Linked DNA regions of Anser cygnoides: region 2 is linked to region 1. Evidence: chromatin contacts called from public Hi-C data. All regions are on one chromosome and are shown on one strand. The core of a region is the stretch at or near the end of the contact, and the rest is flanking DNA. Distances in the headings are between cores, read along the strand shown. Region 1 has its middle 61 kb from the start of B4GALT6. Region 2 overlaps MEP1B (meprin A subunit beta).

Region 1 (4,806 bases), core at 1,154-3,653:
TGCCTGCCACATCTGATGCCTTTTGAGGGAAAAGAAAACACACAAAATCCCTACCTTTTATCAACACTTAGATGTTATCAGCATGTGCTAGTGCTGGCAAAGCATCCATCAGATTAAATGCATCGCTTCTAGTGAAGCTGTGTTTTGAAAATGGTCGTGGGAGGAATGCACAGACCCAAACTAATGGAAATGCCTGGTTAGCATCCAACCACTAGGTAACCCTGGGACTGGGACTGGCCCTAGACACTTATCTTCTAGCTTCAAAAGGAAAAATGAAGTCTGTAATTTTCTTATCTAAAAATAACAGACCATGGTTATGCTTGGGCTGAAATACCAGAGTGACAGGGACTGTATCCACACTGCTCTGCGGTGAGTTATGGTTCCTTCAAATCCTCCCTGAGTACACAAGACTTGACAAGCATGACCCAGCAGGCTGCAAGCAGGACGTGGCCGTCCCCAGCAGGATTGCCAAGGAGGGCATGTGGAGTGCAGGTCCCCAGCACCCAGGAGAAAGCATTTCCTGGGCCGTGCCTCAACATGTGTGTGGAGCCATCCTAGAGTTTTGCAAGATGGGGCGTTTTCTTCCAGCCTCCATTCTTTCCTGGGCGTTTGACCATCATCCACCATCAAAAGCTTAAAGCTTGGTGGGGTTATCAGCAGTAAATCAGTTTAAAAAACAGAAAACAGCTGCTCTCCCCAGGAGGCTGGCCATGCAGGGAAGTGCTTATGGCCTTGAAGAATCCCAACAATCCGTCATTCCCTCTGCTTGCGCTTTGGTAGCTGAGCTACAGATACTGGCTATCTCCTTCTCTGGCCCCTTTGGCTTCCTGGTGGCCTTTGTGGTCACCCTGAGCTCAAAACACATTCACAAACTGCTCTTCCTGCCTGATGGATAATAAAAGAGGTCCTGTGCCTGCTCCTCCAGCTGAACCAAGTTGGGTGAAAACCCTTTTTACCTGGGCCTGGTTGCGAGCTGCCTTGCCTTGCTCTGCCTGCCCTGACCTCAGCCGGAGCCTGGTGGTGGGGCTGGGATGGCGTGGCGTGATAGCTGAATGGGGATCTTTGGCCTTTCCTCGAGGGATTTGAATTCCCTGCTTCCCCAGCCTGGGGTGCTCCATGGCACTGCTTCTGCTGAGATCCTCACCTTCAGCTGAAGCACAAGCAATGTTAAAAAAGCTACTATGAATGGTGCAGTGGGTTTTGCACTCCAAGAGGATTTGGACAAAAATAAATTGTACCAGTGTTTGGTAGCAGTGGCCCATGCCATCCCTCACACCGTGCTTTGTCTTTATTTCTGCAGCCTGAAAAAAAGACCAAAGTAGGCAAGGCTGCAAATGTAATTTTGAAGCAGAGCAGGGCTGGGTGTCTGCTCACCTATTGCATGGGTGTAGTCTGTGGGGAGGTTAGCCTCCTTTTTACAACCCCCCATTCACTCAGTCACTGAGGCGGTAATGAAAGGGTCATGAGGATAGGGGCCAAAGCAGAAAAAGTGTATTTTTATTTAATAGCATTTAATAGTATAATTAGTATTTAATACTAAGCAAATTTTTTCACTTGCCACAGACTGAAGGAAACTTACAGTTACTGTACTATGTGTACAAAGACATAGCACTGGTATTAAAATTCCCCTGGAATTCATTTCCTTGGAATATATAACAGAAAGCGTCCAGCTGAACCGTGGGAATGTCTCCTCCAGAAGGTGCTGGGACGGCTCTGGGGGAAAAAAAAAAAAAAAAGTGCCTGGCAAACAGTTTGTGCAGGGTGCTGGGGGCTGGTTTATAACCCCTCCTACCTCAGCGCCACGCTGGTTCCTGACCTACGATTCAAATGTTTCATCAGATTATTTCTCTTAGATCTGTTATCTCTAGCAAATAAAACTCAGAGACGAGCTATCTCCTCCCGGTGATTTAGCAACGAACTCGACTGATTTTCTGGCTAATGATTATCTTCGGTCTCCCGCAGGCCTTGAGTTCGGCCTCCCCAGGCACCTGGCTTCTGCGGCTGGGGCAGGCCAGCGGGGCTGCAGGCCAACATGGGTGCCAGTGAGGTGGTGCTGGGCACCGAGCCGTGCCATGGTGGGGCTACCTGCCTGGGCAGGGTGGTGATGGCCTCCCTGGGTGACCTCCGGCCTTCACTGCCTTCTCCTGTCGCCCACACAGGTCGGATCGGGGCCTTCCTCGCTTCCCTTGACTTCTGCCCTCCCTGAAAAAAACTCCAAGTGTTGCCTCTCTAACACGAGCCAGGTTATTTTTTGTAAACTGCGAGCGTTGCCAACTACTCCTTTCTTCTTTTCTCGAGACAAAAACTAAAGGCAGAGCTTCCAAGTAGAAGGAACATGGTACTTATGGCTTCTGTTTTAGGTTGTGCCAGACCGCGTCTCCCAGATGATTCATTGCGCCTGACGTAACCCACATCAACAGCACAGCTCATGCTGGCAGGGGGAGATCTGCTCTCTGTGCAAGGGCGCTCACCCTTTGCCATTTGTCATCCTGTGATACACCTAACATTTTGTCCTGTAGGTGACAAGCTTGACTTTTGCAACTACAAGAAGTACAGAAAGCTTCTTCACTCTCAAATCTGGGCCCCAGACAGGTACTGCCAAAACAATAGTGCCATTAAAGAAGAGCTTTCTTGTAATCCATCCTGCCTTTGTCTTGTTCCTGTGAACAAGATGTGGGCAAGCTGAATTAAGGATCCATACAAATATTTGATTTTCTGTATTCCTGGTAAACTAGAGAGGAACTACTTCTCCTCCTCATATTCTGTCTAGGAGGAATAAAATACTTTTCTCTGACACAAACAAAACTATATCCGTTCGGACTTCTGTTTGTACTTTTTCAGGCATCTCTTAAAGCAAACATGCAAATTAATCTGTGTCAGGTGGCTAGGATTCTGGTTGTCCCCTTACCCACCTCTTTCCAGCTTAGAAACCATGCTAATAGCTAGTGCTAGTGGCATCTCTCACTGAGCTCACTGTGCTCAAACAGCTGTCAGCTGGGGCACATGAAACAGAGACTAACGCAGGCGAAAAGCTGGAGCAGATCTCAAGGACGTGTCCTAACCAAGGGGCAGAGGATTGTTCTCACACTCCTGTTCTTTGAATTAATGAGCACTTAAATATTTGATGCTACATGAACCACATGTGTTTCACACACTAGCATCCAAGCAGAGTGACCTTACAGCAAGCTTAAAGCTCTTAGGAGGTTCTTGTCAAAGAAAGGGAAGATGGAGTTGAACTGAACACAGGTGTTCTTCCCTCACATGAAAATTTCCCTTATGATTTGAATAGAAGCAACCAGCATTATATACGCTGCTAAATTTTCTGGCTCACTCTGTTCATGTTACTCCATAAAATAATTAGTTCAAATACTAATGGTAAGACTGGTGAGACATTCAGAATCTTTTTAAAAACCTCTCATATGCCTTTAAATCCTCACTCTCTCCAGTTATGTCCTCCTCCTCCTTTTAAATCCAATAAAAATCTTGCAAAATGGTTTAAAATTAAAAGACGCAAGTACCTTGCACCTGTTGAGCATAAAATCCATGATATTAGGTGTTGAGAAGGCAGCCACAGAAATACTGGCCTCAGTTTTTTCCGGGACACCAGAGAAATACAGTTAGTTCTCCAATGATTAAGGAACTCTTTTAAAGGAGTTTTTTAAGTAAACATTCTGCTAAAATAAATAAAAACCCAACTAAATAGATAAAGCATGAAATGCCCCCACTAACACACCTATAAGGGATGTTTCATTGTATAACCTACCAAAGATCTCACCATTTTATTGTGATTCCCTCCTTTCAAATCTCACTGGAAATTTCCTAGTGCAGGCTGGCGATGCCAGAGTGCCAAATACTAAAGGAAAGGCAGAACATGGTGCTGTCCTGCCATGTCTTTAAATATTTTCCCGGTATAGTGTTCAAGTTTTTCACTGAGAAGGAGTATTTTGCTATATGACAAAAGAGAATACCTTTGAAGGATGTGACTGGAATAGAAATATTCTTGAGGTGAATTTGGTGCTAGGAGTAAATTGCAACCTTAGCCAAGATAATAATTTGGAATAGAAAGCTCCAGAGTAGTGATGTTCTGCTGTAAACATGATTTTATGCTCTTAAAAGTTGATTTACTGTATCAGCTGAAGTTTGGGATTTGTGGAAAAGGACAATATGACATAACTTGTGATTGCACAGAAGGACAGAATCTGTTCTTTTAAAAATCATTTCTGGAAGAGAAAGTGCTCAATGTACCTCTAAATATGAGTTTATGAAATTATCATCTGCTGCATGTTAGAGAGAACCTGTGAGGAATGTGTGCTGCCCTGGGAGGAATTTCTACCACAAATAATAGCACTTAGTGCCACTAGGGCTCCTTTCAGAGAGAGCCTCCTCTGGAAAGCCTCGCGGCTCAGATAGCCTCTTTGTTTCTCTCTCACATGTACCTTTTCCTGCTGTGCTCCAGCCAGATTAAGGGATCAGCAGAAATTGAAATACTCCCCTGTGCCACCCACTTGTCCAGCAGGCTCTGTGCAGTTTTGTTTAGAGGAGTTTGACAGCCTGACCTATCTGAGTGCATTACCCTTGTTTGTGGAGCGTTAGGAAAGAAATCCAGGCCTTCAGAGGGAAGGGGAAAATGCCTTCAGCATTTATTTTTCTTTTTTTTTCACCTTGGCGACAGAGCGATTGCTAGTTTTTATGGCTGGCTTGATGACACAACAGATAAGCTTCTGAATCACGGTAATAAAGGAATGCCAGGCCTGTTCCCTGGCGTAATTGGAAAGAGAATTGTTTTATTGTATTTATTACCAATGG
Region 2 (4,806 bases), core at 1,693-4,192, 320 kb after region 1:
AGGAACGGGACTGAACCAACTATTGTGACGAACATACCAGACTTCATGGATGTAATAGGGCAGCGAATGGATTTCAGCGATTATGATCTCCAGAAACTGAATCGACTGTACAATTGCTGTAGGTTTTTCCATTTCCTTTAAATTCTTGCTTCTGGTAGTTGAAGGAAATAAGGGTGATATATACATGCTGGACTCATCCAGCCACAAGTAAAAGATACGCAAACATATTTGGAGAAGTGAATTGTGTTAAAAACACCAGAAATATTGGTACAGCTAGAAATAACATAGCCCTCCTGCAGAAATACTGCTGTGTAGCTGAGTTTTCTGTGTAGCTCCATTTGACCTTTAGTTAAAAACCAGCTTCTCTCAGCAGCTGATTTTGTTCGTCCCTTCGGTGGCTGTTTAAAACATGTGCTTCTAAACAAAGCTTTTTTTTTTTTTTTTTCCTTCACCCCCGTTATTCCACAGCTGTTCAGACAGCATACAGAAATTAGTGTCTTTGCTGTGGCTCTCATACCTACTCAGTTCTCAAGCAGTCTGTGAGACAGAATGTGTGTCCATGCAAACAGGTTATGGATGCTGTTAGGAAGAAAATGCAAGCACTGAAAATTGTTGATTTTAGTTTCAAACCAGCCCCTTAGAAAAGTGGTCAAAAGATTGGTTTTGCTCACATGGGATTTCTTTTAGAAAGTTGAATGACAATAAGAGACTGGAGAATATAATTCTGAATTGTGACTGTACCTGTTGTGCCCTGGCACTCAAATGAAAACTTTTACTTCATTGCCTCAGTATGCCAAGCAGTGAGTAAGGTCTTACAATTACATTAAAAAAAAAAACAAACAACAATGTATTTTTATGAGTATATGGTTCTGATGGAAATATTTCTGTTCACATGGGTCTAAACCAAACACACACTTGCACTCAGCCTTAGCTTCCAGCACTTGACACACAGTCAATTAGCTCTTACATAAGTGCTTAAAGCAAAGGATGTCTTTAACGGTGGACAGGGTCCTTCTTACTCTCCATTAATCTTATATACTTTCCATAATTCTCACATATTATATAAATTCTTCATGACATTATAACTTTATTCTTAACCAACAGTCACATGTCCTTAGTGAAATAAACTCCATACATGCTGAAACTAGTGACAAAACTCCCACCACCTTCAGGGCAATCAGGATTTACCCTTCACCCTGCTCTGTCACTTGGCATAGTATATATAGGGTGTACGATATCCATAAGTGGTCTTCAGATCATCCACTGCTTGCTCAATGGCCCCTGTGCCATAGAGGACAGGTTCTTCATGGGTCCCAGCCCTCACCCACCCAGTTCCTAAACTGATCCTTTCAGGTTAGAGGAAAGACCAAGAATGCCAGGCAGGTGTTCTCCCAGAGGAATCAAAAGATTTCCTTTTTTTTTTTTGCTGAGCAGGATTTTAGGAAAACTTTAAGCTGAATTCCTGCTAAAGGACTTTGAGGTTAGGAATTGACATTAAAAATTGAAAACTTGGTTCCTAAACTGAAACAAACAAACAAAAACCAACAACCTACAACCAACAGCATAAGTATTCCTGACTGCTACTTTAGTTCTGCTCTGATTTCTTCTTCAGGACATATGATAAAGGTAGATTTCAGAATGTTTTCCCTTTCTAGCATATTATGTAACAGAAAAGATCATGACGTTCCTCAGCCACTGGAAGTTAGGACTCAGCACTCATCCCCCCATGTACTGTCTTCCAGTCCAGCCTTTCACTAAACAGTGAGAAAGTATCTGTCTTTCAGTGCAGATGAGGTTCAAAAAGCCGTTCTCCTGTGTCATTAATTAATCTAAGAAATGGATTGAATGCTGTTGGGTCTTGCTTTTCTCTCTTCTTGTCCTTCAGTTCAGCATGCCATGCCAGCCAGCACTTTTTAATTAGTTAGGCTACAGCTTTCCTGTTTGGGCAAACTGGTTTCATATTTTGTTTCATGTTTTGATTTCAAAGAGTTCTTTCATTTAATAATTCACAATTCTTTTTGCTTTCTTGTTGACACCTTTGCTGTTTTTTATTTATATTCTTTCTCCAACCTTCAATATAACATTTACCATGAAAATCTTTCCTTGTTTTATTTTTATTTTTATTTTTTTACAGCATTGCACAAATACTGTATCTTAAAAAGTATCAGTTATACAACACTTCTGATATCATTGCTATCTTATAGAGTATTGTTAGCTTTCTATGAGGACAGTACAAAATAGCTCAGCAGTGCAAGTAATTTGGCAGCAGTTCAAATTTAAGTGCTTCCCTGAGCTACAGCCTAAGTGAAACATTTGGCATGCCATTGAGATTGATTTTTGTGATACTCAAGGTCCTTTTTTTGTGGTGCAATGAAACCTTTAAACCCAACACAATATTTTATACATAGGTTGAAAAGCAATCATCATGAAACATTTTATTAACTTAGTTATTTTCAAATCATAGCTGGTGTTACACAGAACTCAGTTGTAGTACAACGGGAAAGAAATCTAAGAATAGGGATAAACCTGGACTGTGGGTCTGTGTCTTCTTTTACTCATCCAGAGTTTGATTTAAACAGAGAAAACATTTCATACAGTATTTTCCCTTTCCTAGTCAACGGCAGTCTTCCATCACTTTATTTTTGACTTGTTAATATGCAAACCAGATCTTCAAAATTTGTTTGAGATGAGATATCCACCACTCTCAAATGTACCTTTACCAAATGTTTTTCCAATTCTGCATTTTGAAAATCAAGCAGAATGAGCAATTGCTCATTGCAGTGAAATGCTGTTGCTGTACTGTATTTCAAAATAAGTGCTCCAGTAGGTAAGTTAGTGAAACTTTACCAAAAGCTGTGACCATGTATCACAACCTAAAGAAAGCAGAGGAATGAATGGGAAGTCCTCAGACCTTTTGGCTATGTGAATGTTGATATGTCAGGGCTGGTGTTAGTGTTCCTTTTAAAAATAAAAGATATCATATGATAATTAGCTGGCAGCCTCCTGTGCTTGCTAAGTGCCCAGAGTGGTCCCGATGACATCTTATTAAAGTCAATGTTAATTGCCAAATGCTTTGAGTTCCTGAACTTTATATGTATGAATGCTGATGGTATTTGAAGCCACTGATTATTTTGTATTTGCATTTCTTAGTCTGTCTCTGCTCTTGACTTCGAATATCTTGTACTAAATGTGTGCCGTGTAACAGAGATTCATGCTTTTATTATATTTATTTATTTATTTATTTAATATTATAGCCTCCTCCCTAAGTTTCATGGACACATGCAGTTTTGAACTTGAAAATATTTGTGGCATGATTCAAAGTTCAGATGATAGCAGCGATTGGCAGCGTTTGTCTCAGGTTCCTACTGGGCCTCATACTGATCATACTAACATGGGAGAATGCGAAGGTACGAAAAAACACTGTTCTTATCTCTCTGGGAAATTTTTTCTGCAACGGCAAGTGAGTTGACTTTGCTCTTGGCCTTGTTCTATGTTTATTTGTTGACAGACTACGGTTAACTTTTGAACCAAGCAATATAAAACTGTATAGTTAGGGACGCCATGTGACACATTCTGTTTTCTGCTTATTAGAGAAAATTCAATGTTCTTATCTCTTTTGATCTGTTCTTTAATCTCAGTGTCACATCCTCACAAGAGAATTATGTAAAGTGTTCTAACCTATGGTACAGGCACATCAGAAAGACTGCTGCTTTTCTGAACAACTGCTCAGTAAATTTTTGGAGAGGATTGGTATTTAGCAATTACGTATGTTATCAGGGCTCAGGTGAGCAATCCACAGAGAATCATGGAATTGTAGAACCACAGAATGTCCTGAGGTGGAAAGGACCCACAAAGATCATTGAGTCCAACTTCTGGCTCCACACAGCACCACCCAAAAATCAGAACGTGTGTCTGAGAGTGTTTTCCAAATGCTTCTTGAGCTCAGTCAGGCTCGGTGCCGTGACCACTGCCCCAGGGAGCCTGTCCCAGTGCCCGACCACCTTCTGGGTGCAGAACCTTTCCCTAACCCCCAGCCTGACCCTCCCCTGTCCCAGCTCCATGCCGTTCCCTCGGGTCCTGTCGCTGTCCCCAGAGAGCAGAGCTCAGCGCCTGCCCCTCCGCTCCCCTCGTGAGGGAGCTGCAGGCCGCCATGAGGCCTCCCCTCAGCCTGCTCTGCTCTGGGATGAAAAGAATGAAAGAATGTAGCCAGCTGTTTCCTAACTTGTCAAAGAAAACTGTGAGTTCAGGAGCTTAAACCAGTCCTCCAGAGAGAATATCAACTGTGAATTACTGGCTCTGGGTGAACAGTTAAACGAGAGCACCCATGCTTTTGAGTACAAATTTCTAGAGACAGCCAAAAAAAAAAGAAAAAAAAAAGAGAAAAATAGAGTTCCAAGGAGAACAGTTCTGCCCCTGAAGAACATGAACAAGTAACAGCCCTCAGTCTGAAGATTTAGACAGGATCTAGCTTACTGTAACCCTAAATTTACTGTCTTGTAGCATTATCACGATATGATGTTAAGAATACATGTGCACCAGGACAAATTCGTTTTCACTCTCCTCTACCATTCTTTTTTAATTTTGACAGGTTCTGGCTACTTCATGCATTTCAATACCAGTGCTGTCACACAGGGAAGCGCAGCACTCCTGGAGAGCCGAATTCTGTATCCCAAAAGAGACTTTCAGTGTTTGCAATTCTATTTCTATCACAGTGGAAATGAAAGCGATCTGCTCCATGTCTGGGTCAGGGAGTATTCTTCAGCCCATCCAAATGGTACTTTGAGATTCATTGAACAGATAAAAGGT

The links. A called contact is a pair of places that touch in the nucleus more often than the background predicts.
Region 2: a Hi-C map of liver shows a contact between it and region 1, with 2.6 times the contacts expected there. The contact joins two enhancer-like sites. A contact is called at or near these places in 2 of 7 Hi-C or Micro-C datasets (both in liver).

The regions. Positions count from the first base shown.
Region 1 is chr2:117,370,463-117,375,268 of Taihu_goose_T2T_genome, forward strand. No RefSeq gene overlaps it. Among named protein-coding and RNA genes, the nearest start is that of B4GALT6, 61 kb to the right of the region's middle. Within about 2 kb of position 2,404, at least 3 of the 3 cell types and tissues checked have open chromatin away from gene starts, as enhancers often do. A contact at or near this core is called in liver, where this site is marked.
Region 2 is chr2:117,688,314-117,693,119 of Taihu_goose_T2T_genome, forward strand. It overlaps MEP1B (meprin A subunit beta), which reads left to right. Exons shown (of 15, transcript XM_048049370.2): 8 at 1-118; 9 at 3,255-3,407; 10 at 4,589-4,804. Among named protein-coding and RNA genes, the nearest start is that of MEP1B, 14 kb to the left of the region's middle. Within about 2 kb of position 2,943, at least 1 of the 3 cell types and tissues checked has open chromatin away from gene starts, as enhancers often do. A contact at or near this core is called in liver, where this site is marked.